2 separate regions of the Zea mays genome follow, and region 2 is linked to region 1. A link is a contact called in public Hi-C data. All regions are on one chromosome and are shown on one strand. The core of a region is the stretch at or near the end of the contact, and the rest is flanking DNA. Distances in the headings are between cores, read along the strand shown. Region 1 holds the start of LOC103635629 (beta-galactosidase 7). Region 2 holds the start of LOC100274560 (Mediator of RNA polymerase II transcription subunit 27).

Evidence for each region. Hi-C and Micro-C count contacts between places; a contact is called where the count stands out from the background.
Region 2: a contact with region 1 is called in a Hi-C map of leaf, with 8 times the contacts expected there. The contact joins the promoter of LOC100274560 here to the promoter of LOC103635629 in region 1. A contact is called at or near these places in 4 of 25 Hi-C or Micro-C datasets (ear, leaf and tassel).

The regions. Positions count from the first base shown.
Region 1 is chr8:104,138,281-104,144,045 of Zm-B73-REFERENCE-NAM-5.0, reverse strand. LOC103635629 (beta-galactosidase 7) reads right to left here and starts at 1,616. Exons shown (of 21, transcript XR_002264432.3): 1 at 1,186-1,616.
Region 2 is chr8:104,392,825-104,398,317 of Zm-B73-REFERENCE-NAM-5.0, reverse strand. LOC100274560 (Mediator of RNA polymerase II transcription subunit 27) reads right to left here and starts at 3,729. Exons shown (of 8, transcript NM_001360614.1): 1 at 3,682-3,729; 2 at 3,232-3,601; 3 at 1-42. The coding sequence starts at 3,560.

The DNA of each region.
Region 1 (5,765 bases), core at 367-2,866:
CATTACGTATTAATTCTTGCCTATATATATATATATATATATATATATATATCAACTAAATACACCAAAAATATAAAATACTGACGCGTTCCCAAACGAGCGTGTACAGCACAGAAAGAACATGCCAACATGCCATTTGTATGGCTTTTATATGAAACGAGGGATTGTGTAACTGGCAATATTATATGTCAGGTCAGTGAAGGATCTATTATTAGAGTAGAACGCAAGGGAATGCAAACAATTGGCAAACGAGCTGAGTGATAGATCCCATGCCGCATAGATCTCTGGCCTGGGGTCTCTCATATCGCTTCGTATCCGCCAGCTAGCTAGTACTAGTTGAGTGCTAAACACGTCGTTACTATATACTACTACCAGCAAACCTCTCTGTGAGCATCCCGAAACTCTGTGCATGTTGCGTGGACTGGACACTGCACAAGTGCACGCGCTAGCTAGACGGCTAGACCCAAGATGTGTTCACCCTAATTTTATCTTGACCTAGACCTATATATGCGTACACATGCATGTGCAGCGCGCACACGCAAAACAAACGAATGCAGCAACACGCGCGACCCAAGTCGACAACTAGCTTATTAGGGCACAATCTCGTGCCTGTTTCGTTCGAAACTAAAAGCGCGAAAAGCGTGTATCTGACCAGTTTGCTAGTTAGCTGCTTACCTGATACAATCTCAAGTGAATAACATGTGCCTACGAGAGAAGAGTTTAATTTGCAGGCGGGGCAGATGGGTCACGGCTTCACCGATGGCGTTGTTCCAGCTAATCTTATCAACCGCAAGCAGCCGTTTCTTTTTGTTTCTAATAATTCTCGCTTCCCAGTTGCCGCCGCGTCCGCTCCAACTTCCACCAGGACTAGGGAAACGGTTGCCGTACAGTACTAGCCACAGGCCGGCGGTTCGGTTCAGCAGCAGGCAGCAGCCGTGACCGTGAGCCGGCGCGCGACGCGAGCGTTTGCCCCATGCATGAGCCACCGGGTGCGGAGGGCGGTGGAACACGCACGCCACGCCGAGTTGCCGACGCGGCGCAACCAAACGAAACGACTGACGACTCAGGTCAGATACCCGGGGAGGCGAAAGCGAAACACAGCAATAATACATGCATCAGCTGACATGCATGGATCGATCTCATTAGAGCACTAGCTAGCTAGCTACACTGAGCAAGATTTATTACCTCCGGCGTGCTCCTTGGGTAGTGCATCTCCCCGGCGAACAGCATCCTCCTGGCGCCGTCCAGCACCAGGGCCCTCTGCTCGTACGTCACCTCTCCTCGGACGCGCCGGTCCTCCTCCCTCCATACCGAACTCTCTGCCATGCACGACGTTAGCCCGAGAAGCAAGGTCACGACGGCGACGACGACTATCTCCGCCGCGGCCATCTCGCTCTCTCTCTCCCCCACCACGCCACGGTACGGTATCCCCTGGTGATCGATCGGTCAGCTCGCCTCTCCTGCCTGCACCTCCCGGACCAGTTAGTTCCTTGCAGTCGCTCCTAGCTTGCATTGTGTTCCTCTGCTACTTATACACCTGAGGAGGCAGCAGAAACGGCCACGTTTGCCAAGTATCGGTGGCAGACTGGCAGGGGCCGGCCGGTGTGCCCGCACATATCTCCTGCTGCCTTGCTATGCCACATTATATAACTCGCGGCACGAGCATGGATAAACTAATGTTTCACGGGTAGAAGTGGATATCGAGCTTGCTCGCACTACCGGAATCGTGTTCTTTGCTGCCGAGTGTCTAAGACACTCGGCAAAGGCTATTTTACACTCGGCAAAAGCTTTGCCGAGTGTAACACTCGGCAAAGAACACTCGGCAAAGATTTCATCGGCAAAGGGTTCTTTGCCGAGTGTTTTTTTTTCGGACACTCGGCAAAAAAAAACACTCGGCAAATTAAGAATCGAAAAAATTAAAAAAAAAACAGCAAAACATTTTTTAAATTATAGGAACAACTCTACAACCCTACACTATTACCTTACCCGTTGCCCTATCATTTTTCACTATTATTTTGAATCAAACTTATATGTTTTGTAAACGATGAGATTCGAACTCGCAACCTCTCTCTCGCGCATATCCTCCTATACCACTACACTACTACACCAATTATGTTTATATTACGTTTCCATTCCCCATGTACTATAACAAATCGAGAGTAATTTGATTATTTAAGGCACTAAATAAGTTCATTTGAAAATGTGACCAACTATAAAGTTGTATAACTTTTTGAGATCTAAAAGTTTTATTTTAATAGTTTCTACATCCGAGACCGTTTATAAAATTTGAATTTTAAATTTAAAAACTTCACACGAAATTTTCAATGATAAGATGATTTCAAATCAAAAAATTGTCAACTACAAAGTTTTATTACATTTCAAGACCTACAACTTTTATTTTGGTGGTTTTTCCATCCGAGACAGTTTGAAAAATTCAAATTTCAAAATTCAAACATAGTTTGCATAACAAGATGATTTTAAACTAAAACATTGTCAACTACAAAGTTTCATAACTCTTCAATACCTACAACCATGTTGGTGGTTTTTCCTTTCGAAGTCGTTTTCAAAATTCAAATTTTAAATTTTTTAAATTCAGACATAGTTTTCGTTGCCAATATGACTTCAAATGAAAAAGTTGTCAACTATAAACTTCTATAACTTCTCAAGATCTACAAAGTTTATTTTGATTGTTTGGTAATTTGTTTATCTCAGATGATGGTTCTAACAATATGCACAAATTCTATATGTCTCTCTCGTAGTTTCATAAACTACGAGAGAGATATATGTTTTATGAACAAATTTATTTTTATTTTGTCATATGAAGAAATGTTCAATATATAAATTGTACATCATGATGAGTTATACAAATTTGTAGTTGAAAACTTTGTCATTTAAATTAATTTACTACTTTAAAATGTGATTTTTAAATTGTCTTTGCCTAGTGTTGGAGAAAAAACACTCGGCAAAGAGCTCTTTGCCGAGTGTTGTATTTGTGACACTCGGCAAAGAGCCCTTTGCCGAGTGTCAAAAAAAGACACTCGGCAAAGAAGTTTCTTTGCCGAGTGTCAAAAATAAAACACTCGGCAAAGAGCTTCTTCGCCGAGTGTTTTCTTTTACCGAGGGTTTTTTGCGTGGCACTCGGCAAAGAGCTCTTTGCCGAGTGCCCGAAATAAAACACTCGGCAAAGAATATGGCACTCGGCAAAGAGCCAAATTCCGGTAGTGTCGTCAAGGAACGAGTCATCTCGATTCGATTCGCTTCTAAGTTGTCTTTCTAAGTTGTCTCGTTTAGCTTTCCAGCCACAACAACAACAAAACAATATGCACATAGATATATACAGCAATATCATCAATTGCTAATTAATCTAGTGGTATTTTAGACATTATATGAGAAATAGTTAACAAAGATGATGTCCTCTATAAATATTCCTCTAAAGTGTACCATTCAAGAACATAAGATTGTTGTTTAAAATAGAGATTATGTGCCGAGAATAAGCCGACAATATGTATCTAGGACAAAATACCTAGATAACCCTCGTATAAATGAATAATTATAAGCAAAACAGCTCGAGGGTATTTTAGACGTTGTATATATATGTTATAACAAATTTGATGCTTCCTATAAATACTCGGTAACGTTTAATGTTCAAACACATGAAATAGAGATTTGATTGATCAATCAATTTTGGTGTTTGAGTGAGAATAATCGTACTCAACACCACTATGGTTGAAAGCAGACGAGTAAAAATCTCACCTCAACCTATACCGTTTTCTAAATTTGATATGTATGTTTTTGAATTTACGTAAAAATCTAGAAATAGGATGGAAACAGGAGAGGGCCTATCTCGCCCATTTTTGCAGGATCCCGTTTTTGGCTGGGTTGAACCCATATTAATCATGTATTGGTGCATTAGCTAAAACCTCATATCCTTAGGTGACAAACTATAGCACAAGAGGCAATATAAGCCACCACCTCTCCTCAATGACAAGTAGTGTAAAGGCTCAAACAACACCGATCATAGCTATATATACACCACTAGCAAGCAAACAATAATGGAGTATTGCCTCTCTGTATCTATTTGTTTCATATGTTGTTGTCATGTCCGTCAATCACTAGTTAGCCATCAATATCATGTAGGCTTGTATTAAATTACGAGTTTTCGCTTATTCACGTTCTCGTTCGTCTTTGTACACCCGTTTTGAAAGGGAATTAGGCTTACACCTAGTTCCTAAATAATTTTGGTGGTTGAATTGCCCAACACAAATAATTGGACTAACTAGTTTGCTCTAGTGTATAAGTCATACAGGTGTCAAAGGTTCACAACAAGCCAATTAAAAAGACCAAAGTTGGGTTCAAATTAGAGAGCTAAAGGCATCCCGAAAGGCTCCCTGGTCTGGCGCACCAGACAGTGTCCGGTGCACCAGGGGACTTCGCCCAGAACTCCTCGGCCTCGGGAACTTTCAGAGCCAGCATGCTATAATTCATCGGACAGTGTCCGGTGCTACAAGAGGACGCGGCTCTGGAACTTGGCAGCCTCGAGAATTTGCAGCGGCTGCTTCGCTATAATTCACCGGACATGTCCGGTGTACACCAGACTGTCCGGTGCAACTGCGGGGCAACGACTACTTCATGCCAACGGTCGCCTGCAACAGCAATTAATGCGCGCCAGAGCGCGCAAGCGTCAGGCACGCCCATGCTGGCACACCGGACACTCTACAGTACATGTCTGGTGCGCCACCGGACATCCAGGCGGGCCCAGAAGTCAGAACTCCAACGGTCAAATCGCAACGGCTTTGGTGACGTAGCTGGCGCACCGGACATGTCCGGTGCACCATACGACAGACAACCTCCACCAACGGTCATGTTTGGTGGTTGGGGCTATAAATACCCCAACCACCCCACCATTCATTGTATCCAAGTTTTCCAGCTTCCAACCACTATACAAGAGCTAGCATTCATTGCAAAGCACACCAAAAGATATCAAATCCTCTCCCAACTCCACACAAATCTTTAGTGACTAGAGAGAGTGATTTGTAGTGTTCATTTGAGCTCTTGCGCTTGGATCGCTTCTTTTCTTTCGCATTCTTTCTTGAGATCATACTCACTTGTAATTGAGGCAAGAGACACCAATTGTGTGGTGGTCCTTGCAGGAAGTTTGATTCCCAAGTGATTTGAGAAGAGAAGCTCACTCGGTCCAAGGGACCGTTTGAGAGAGGGAAAGGGTTGAAAGAGACCCGGTCTTTGTGACCACCTCAACGGGGAGTAGGTTTGCGAGAACCGAACCTCAGTAAAACAAATCCTTGTGTCACACTCCTTATTTGCTTGAGATTTGTTTTGCACCCTCTCTCGCGGACTTGTTTTTATTTCTAACGCTAACCCGGCTTGTAGTTGTGTTTATATTTGTAAATTTCAGTTTCGCCCTATTCACCCCCCCTCTAGGCGACTATCAATTGGTATCAGAGCCCGGTACTTCATTAGAGCCTAACTGCTCGAAGTGATGTCAGGAGATCACGCCAAGAAGGAGATGGAGACCGGCGAAAAGCCCACTACAAGCCACGGGAGCAATTCATCGGAAGAATCCCGCACCAAGAGGAAGGAGAGGAAAGACTCCTCCAAAGGGAAGGAGAAGAAGAAGGACTCCTCCATAGAGAAGGAGAAGAAATCTTCTTCACACAAAGAGAAGAAGGAAAATCCTCTTCTCACAAGCCACATCGGAGTGGGGACAAGAAAAAGAAGATGAGGAAAGTGGTCTACTACGAGACCGA
Region 2 (5,493 bases), core at 2,480-4,979, 250 kb before region 1:
GCTTTAAGGGCCCCGTTAAGAACTCCAGACTCCTCTAATTGCCTTCCTAACATTAAAACAGGGAATTATTCACAGACAGAAAAGAATGGCTAAAAGGAAGACAAGATATTTGTTAGTCACTAGTCTACATCTAGACTAAAAAACTCGAGAAAACCTGGCAATTTAAATGCTTAGCAATGATATAGAAATAGTTCCATTTTACATGAAAGTTTTAAAACGAAACTAAATTCTCATTACAAATGCATAAAATCTACAAATAGTAGTGCATCTAGTGAACCAATAAAAGTGAGAGTATGATAAAACTGCAAAGATACAATTTATCCATGGACCAAAAAATGAAAAATGATACCATTCAGCATCTTAATTCTGAACCTACTTCCTCTGATCACAAATACAAGTCCATCTAGGTTTGTCCTAAGACATTTTTGAACTTTTACTAGCAATATCTACAAAATATAGTTATATTATATGAAAAGGGTTATATACCATGAAAGTACTATCAAAACGAATCTAGTAATGTCAATCTTAAAAACCCGGCCAAAAGGGGAAAGACCGATCACGGTATTATATTAAGAAGAAGCTCAATTGGAGCCCCAGCCGAGAAAGGTTATAAAAGCTGCCCCCATGCAGCATGAGAGTTAGCCCTCTATATGCTAGATCTTTACTCGTGCTTTGAGCCCTCCCAGCCCCTACACGAGGATCCGCCCCCATAGGTCAGTCCATCTCGTGTGCATACAACTAGGGAAACCAGCGAGTGACCTTTTTTAACCTCACCCTAAAATTCGCTTCCACTGAGATTCGAACTCAGGACCTGAGTAATCCCAATCTTGTGAAGCTATGTTTTCTGGTCGCTCGACCAGCTAGTCGAACTGGGAGACCGACCAGCGACTAATCTCGATTAGTCGTCGACTAGGTCCGACTAATCGAGCTCTGGTCGACCTGGTCGTTTACTGGTCGTCCTGTTCATCCAGGAGACCAGGACCTATGTATATACTATATAATATATACTATTATACTATATAGTAAATAATTATATAACTATATAGTATATATGAACTTCATATACTATATTATGAAGGATAGGGTAAACATGACATGAATTCAGCAATACTGAAAAGTGAAAACAGCAGAGAAACACTTACTAGTTATTAATACTACAAGTCCCAGATACCATAACAGTACCACACAACACACATTACCACCCAGTTACCTAAAGAAGATCTTCATCCAACTGAAATTCATTACCGCTGCCCACAACTTGTGATTCTGGGAAGATCACCTCAACATTATCCTGATGGCGACGACCAAACTCTGTACAAGAATAAGGAATAAGGATGGACTGATGGACTGATGGAGTACAAGAATAAAAATTCAGAAGTCCAGTCCAGATTACACTATTACAGAATGACACAGAAGACAGCACATACAAGGATGGATGATTGAAGGATGAAGGATGAAGATTGAAGAACAGAACTACACAAAAGAATACCTCCAGAAGATGAACTCATGCCGATGAAAAAAACTGGATTCGCGCGTGCTGGAGATTGAAGGATGAAGGATGAAGTCTGGAGTCCGTCGGTGAACTGGATTCGCGCGTGCTGGATTGGAAGTCTGGAGTGGAGCAGTGGACTTTGGAAGCCTGGATTCCAGAACAAGAACTCAAGAACAGCCGCCGAGCAGGTAGGGAATTAGGGAAAGGGAAATAAAGAGAAGACAGAACAGGCGGCTGAGGTTCCATCTTCAGTAGAGGCGGCTGGCGTGTGGCGTTTCAACTGCCTGTAGTCGGGCCGCCCGCCAAAAAAGCCCACGAAGCCAGGAAATCAAAAAACCTAGGTCCTAAACCTAGTCGCCCAGAACCGGCTAATCGAGCGACTAATCGGCCCTAATCGTCGACTAGTCGGACGACCAGGGCGACCAGGTACTCTAGTCGAGTCGGCTGCCTAATCGAGCTCTGCTAACCGACTAGCCCGATTAATCGCGACTAATCGCGATTAGTCGGACGACTTGAAAACACAGTTGTGAAGTGCACATACATATATAAAATGTTGACTTGGAACAAACCTAGATGGACCTATATACACGATCTGAGGAAGTAATTTACTAGGAGAATAATGGCAAAAAAAGGCAACTTAAGTGTTTCTAATGGCGTGCTCAACTAAATTTAATATGGCTGTTGGCTGAAGATTTCTTCATGGCTTCAAAATATCCTGAGTCATGGTTAAGATTGTGTATTAGCCTAGCCATAACTAGTAAGTTCTCCCCCTACAAAAACCTAGTAAGGGGGTGTTTGTTTGGGATTATAATCCACCTAGATTATATAATCCAACAATTTTTGAACTAACTCTTAGTTCAAAAGTTATTAGATTATATAATCTGGATAGATTATAATCTCAAACAAACACCCCCTAAGTCCATTTTTTTCTCGAAACTTAAGTTGCCCGAATATTTCATCTGTTACTGCTTTATAGACTTCACAGTTCGGTAGTTCTGTTGAAATGTAACATGTGTTCCAGAAATGCAAAATAGAACCAAGTTCACCCATCTTGGCAACATATATTTTGCAAAAGATATTCATCCAACAATTCCAAATTACAGGTACACACTCAACAGGACAGTTAGCATGTGTAAATAGAAACACTGATGTCCAATCTCCACAGTACCTCAACGTCGAAAGCCTAAACATTGTATAAGACAACAGTAAGCCTAAGCCCCAAAACTAACAACAACCACAAAGTAGGTCCAAGTTCTGGCATAACATTAAAGTCGGCATAAGCCGCATAACTGAAAAAACCATGACATATTTAGTATGTAGAGTGACCTACCCAAGACCTAAAGCAAAGCAATTCCAGACAACAATTACCAATTTCCTGAACATTTGTTAGACAATATCAAAGGTGCCACGTTGAATCTCTCATCAGCAAAAGGAAGTGTTAGTGTTGCTGTCGGTAAAATTTTATATTTGTCTGCAGTCAGTAAAAGGCAACCGAGTTTTCTGTATAGAAAGCCAGGCGAACTATTCCTAACCTAGGGGGAGTTTTGGGGTGAAACAGCCCTCCAACGGCTCTCCCCAAAGCTCCCCCCATGGCGGCAGAAATGTGGTAAAATATAATGTTCAGGAAATTGGTAATTGTTGTGAAACAGTTTTGGGGTGATGTAAGTAAAATATAATAGAAAGTAAATATATAGGGAGAAATGTGGGGGGTGGCCGGAGGAGATGCTGGGGGCTGATACCTGCCGAGGGCGCGTAGGTCCTGAAAGTGGAGGCGCATGGCGGCATCCTCCTTGACGATAATACGCTCCATCCTGTCGACGTGCTGGCGCACGCTGTACGGGGGCGCGTCGCCGGAGACGAAAAGAGCCTCGAGGAGGCGGTCCGCGCCGAGCCGGATGTCCGCGATGAACCGGCCAGCACGGCCCAGCCGCTCCATCGCCTGAGCCACCTGCTTCGGCGGCGCATCCCCGCCCACCGGATCGTGCGGGTGAGCCACCGTCGGTGCCACCGCCGACGCCGACGGCGCTCCCGCAAGTGCCGAGGTGTGCGCCTGAGCCTGCTGCATCATGATTCCTGGGCCTCCGAATTCCAGGCCTCCGAATTCCAGAACTGCAGAAGTGTAGTAATTAAAGTAGTAAGCCCAATTCGGGGGATTGCATCATAGGGCATCGAGTATAGAACCAAATTACTCGTCAATTAAGGAGACTCATTTCAAAGCTTAATACATGAGAGGAGACTGATGTCAGGTAGCCGGATTGACGGGAGGTTAGGGCGAGGGAGAGGATAGGGCCTGTTGGGGACTTGTTCTCAAATGCTCTGCCTTAAGAACAAGGCAACATAGAATGTTAAATATTAACGTCCTTCGTCCACGAAGCATTATTCCCTTGAGGATAATGAACCTTGGACGAAGGTTGATAAAAATATGATTACGAAGGTTAAATCCTCATAATCGTGATTCAATAGATTATATAACATAGAATGTAAAGTATTAAAAGGTACATGAAACATAAATAAATCATATTATATTTAATCAATGTATATTGAATCATTAAGTATAGTTATACCTCTGCCTTGGCAAAGATCGGTTTCCGAATGATGTGATTGCAATTACAAGAGTATGTGAACAGTAAAGGAATATTGTTCACTATTTATAGGCACAGGACACAACCTGTGAGGAATTACAATTATGCCCCTCATAAAAGTTTACAACGTTGACTCAGACCTTTATGGATTAAAAGGTCATTCTATCTTTAAGTCGGTTTGTAATACCGAAGCTTCATGAAGAGGAACCTTCGGCCATCTCATATAAACAGCTTCAGCCGAAAGCCGCTTCTTCCTAGAAGACCTTCGGCGACGAAGCATAGACCCAACAGTAGCCCCTTTCGCGGTGCTAGATCGTTTTTCGTAACGAGCTTGATCCGTGAAAAAAGTCTCTTAGGCTTCGGGGAGCCGAAGGTCTAAAAAACACCTTCTCTGAGCTCGTTGTCGAGAAACGATTCAGTTTCCCAGCGCGTAGTGGTCCCACCTTGCAGAGTTACTGTTTGTCCCTGCGGTCCACCGCGCAGCGAGTGCAAGCGGGTGTCCGCCTGGTGTAAAAATCCTGGCGCTTCGCCTTCTTACCTGCAGTACTATATAAACAGACGAGTAGGTGTGAAGTTACCACAGCATTCATTGCTATTTGCACTGTTCTGCTGCCAAAATTTTTAACCATCGCCGAAGCTTGACTCTCGGAATCGAACGAAGCTCCAACTTGAAGCCTGCTTCGTCAAAAGAAAAAACTTCGGAAGAAAAAAGTATTTAATTTCCACAAATTCAGAATTAAATGGCCAGAGTACATTCTACCGCTAGGGTTGAGCATGAGGGGGGCGAAGCTGAAGGTTCGGAGACTGTTCCCATCTCCGAAGCGATGCGAAGATCGGGACTGGTAACTTTGGAACAGATCCCCAGTGATGATGCGGAACAAGCAGAACAAGCAGTTGCCGAAGCAGAAGAAGAAGATATTGAGGAAACTGATCCCGAAGATGATTATCGCATTGCCATGCCAAGCAAGCCCAGCCACTTGGACTTCGGAAAGTCTACTGTTTCGAAGGCTGATCTCTCCAAGATGGTAAAGTCGGGCTTTTTTAATGAAAATCAGAAGAAGCTATTACGCTTTGGGGGAGAAGAGACTACCCCAAAGCTGGAGAAGGATGAAATTGTTATTTTCAAAAGCTTTCTGAAGGCTGGATTAAGATTCCCCCTACATGGAATTATTGCAGAGGTACTGAAGAGGTTCGGTATCTATTTTCATCAGTTGACTCCTAACGCTATTGTTAGGCTTAGTGTTTATATCTGGGCACTCCGAAGCCAAGCAGTGGAGCCATTTGCGGACAGCTTTTGCCGGGTTCACGAGCTGCATTATCAGACGAAGGCTAGAAAGGATGGATTGCACGACAATTTTGGTTGCTATAATTTCGCCTATCGGAAAACCACAAAGTTTCCTGTAATCAGCTACCGGAGCA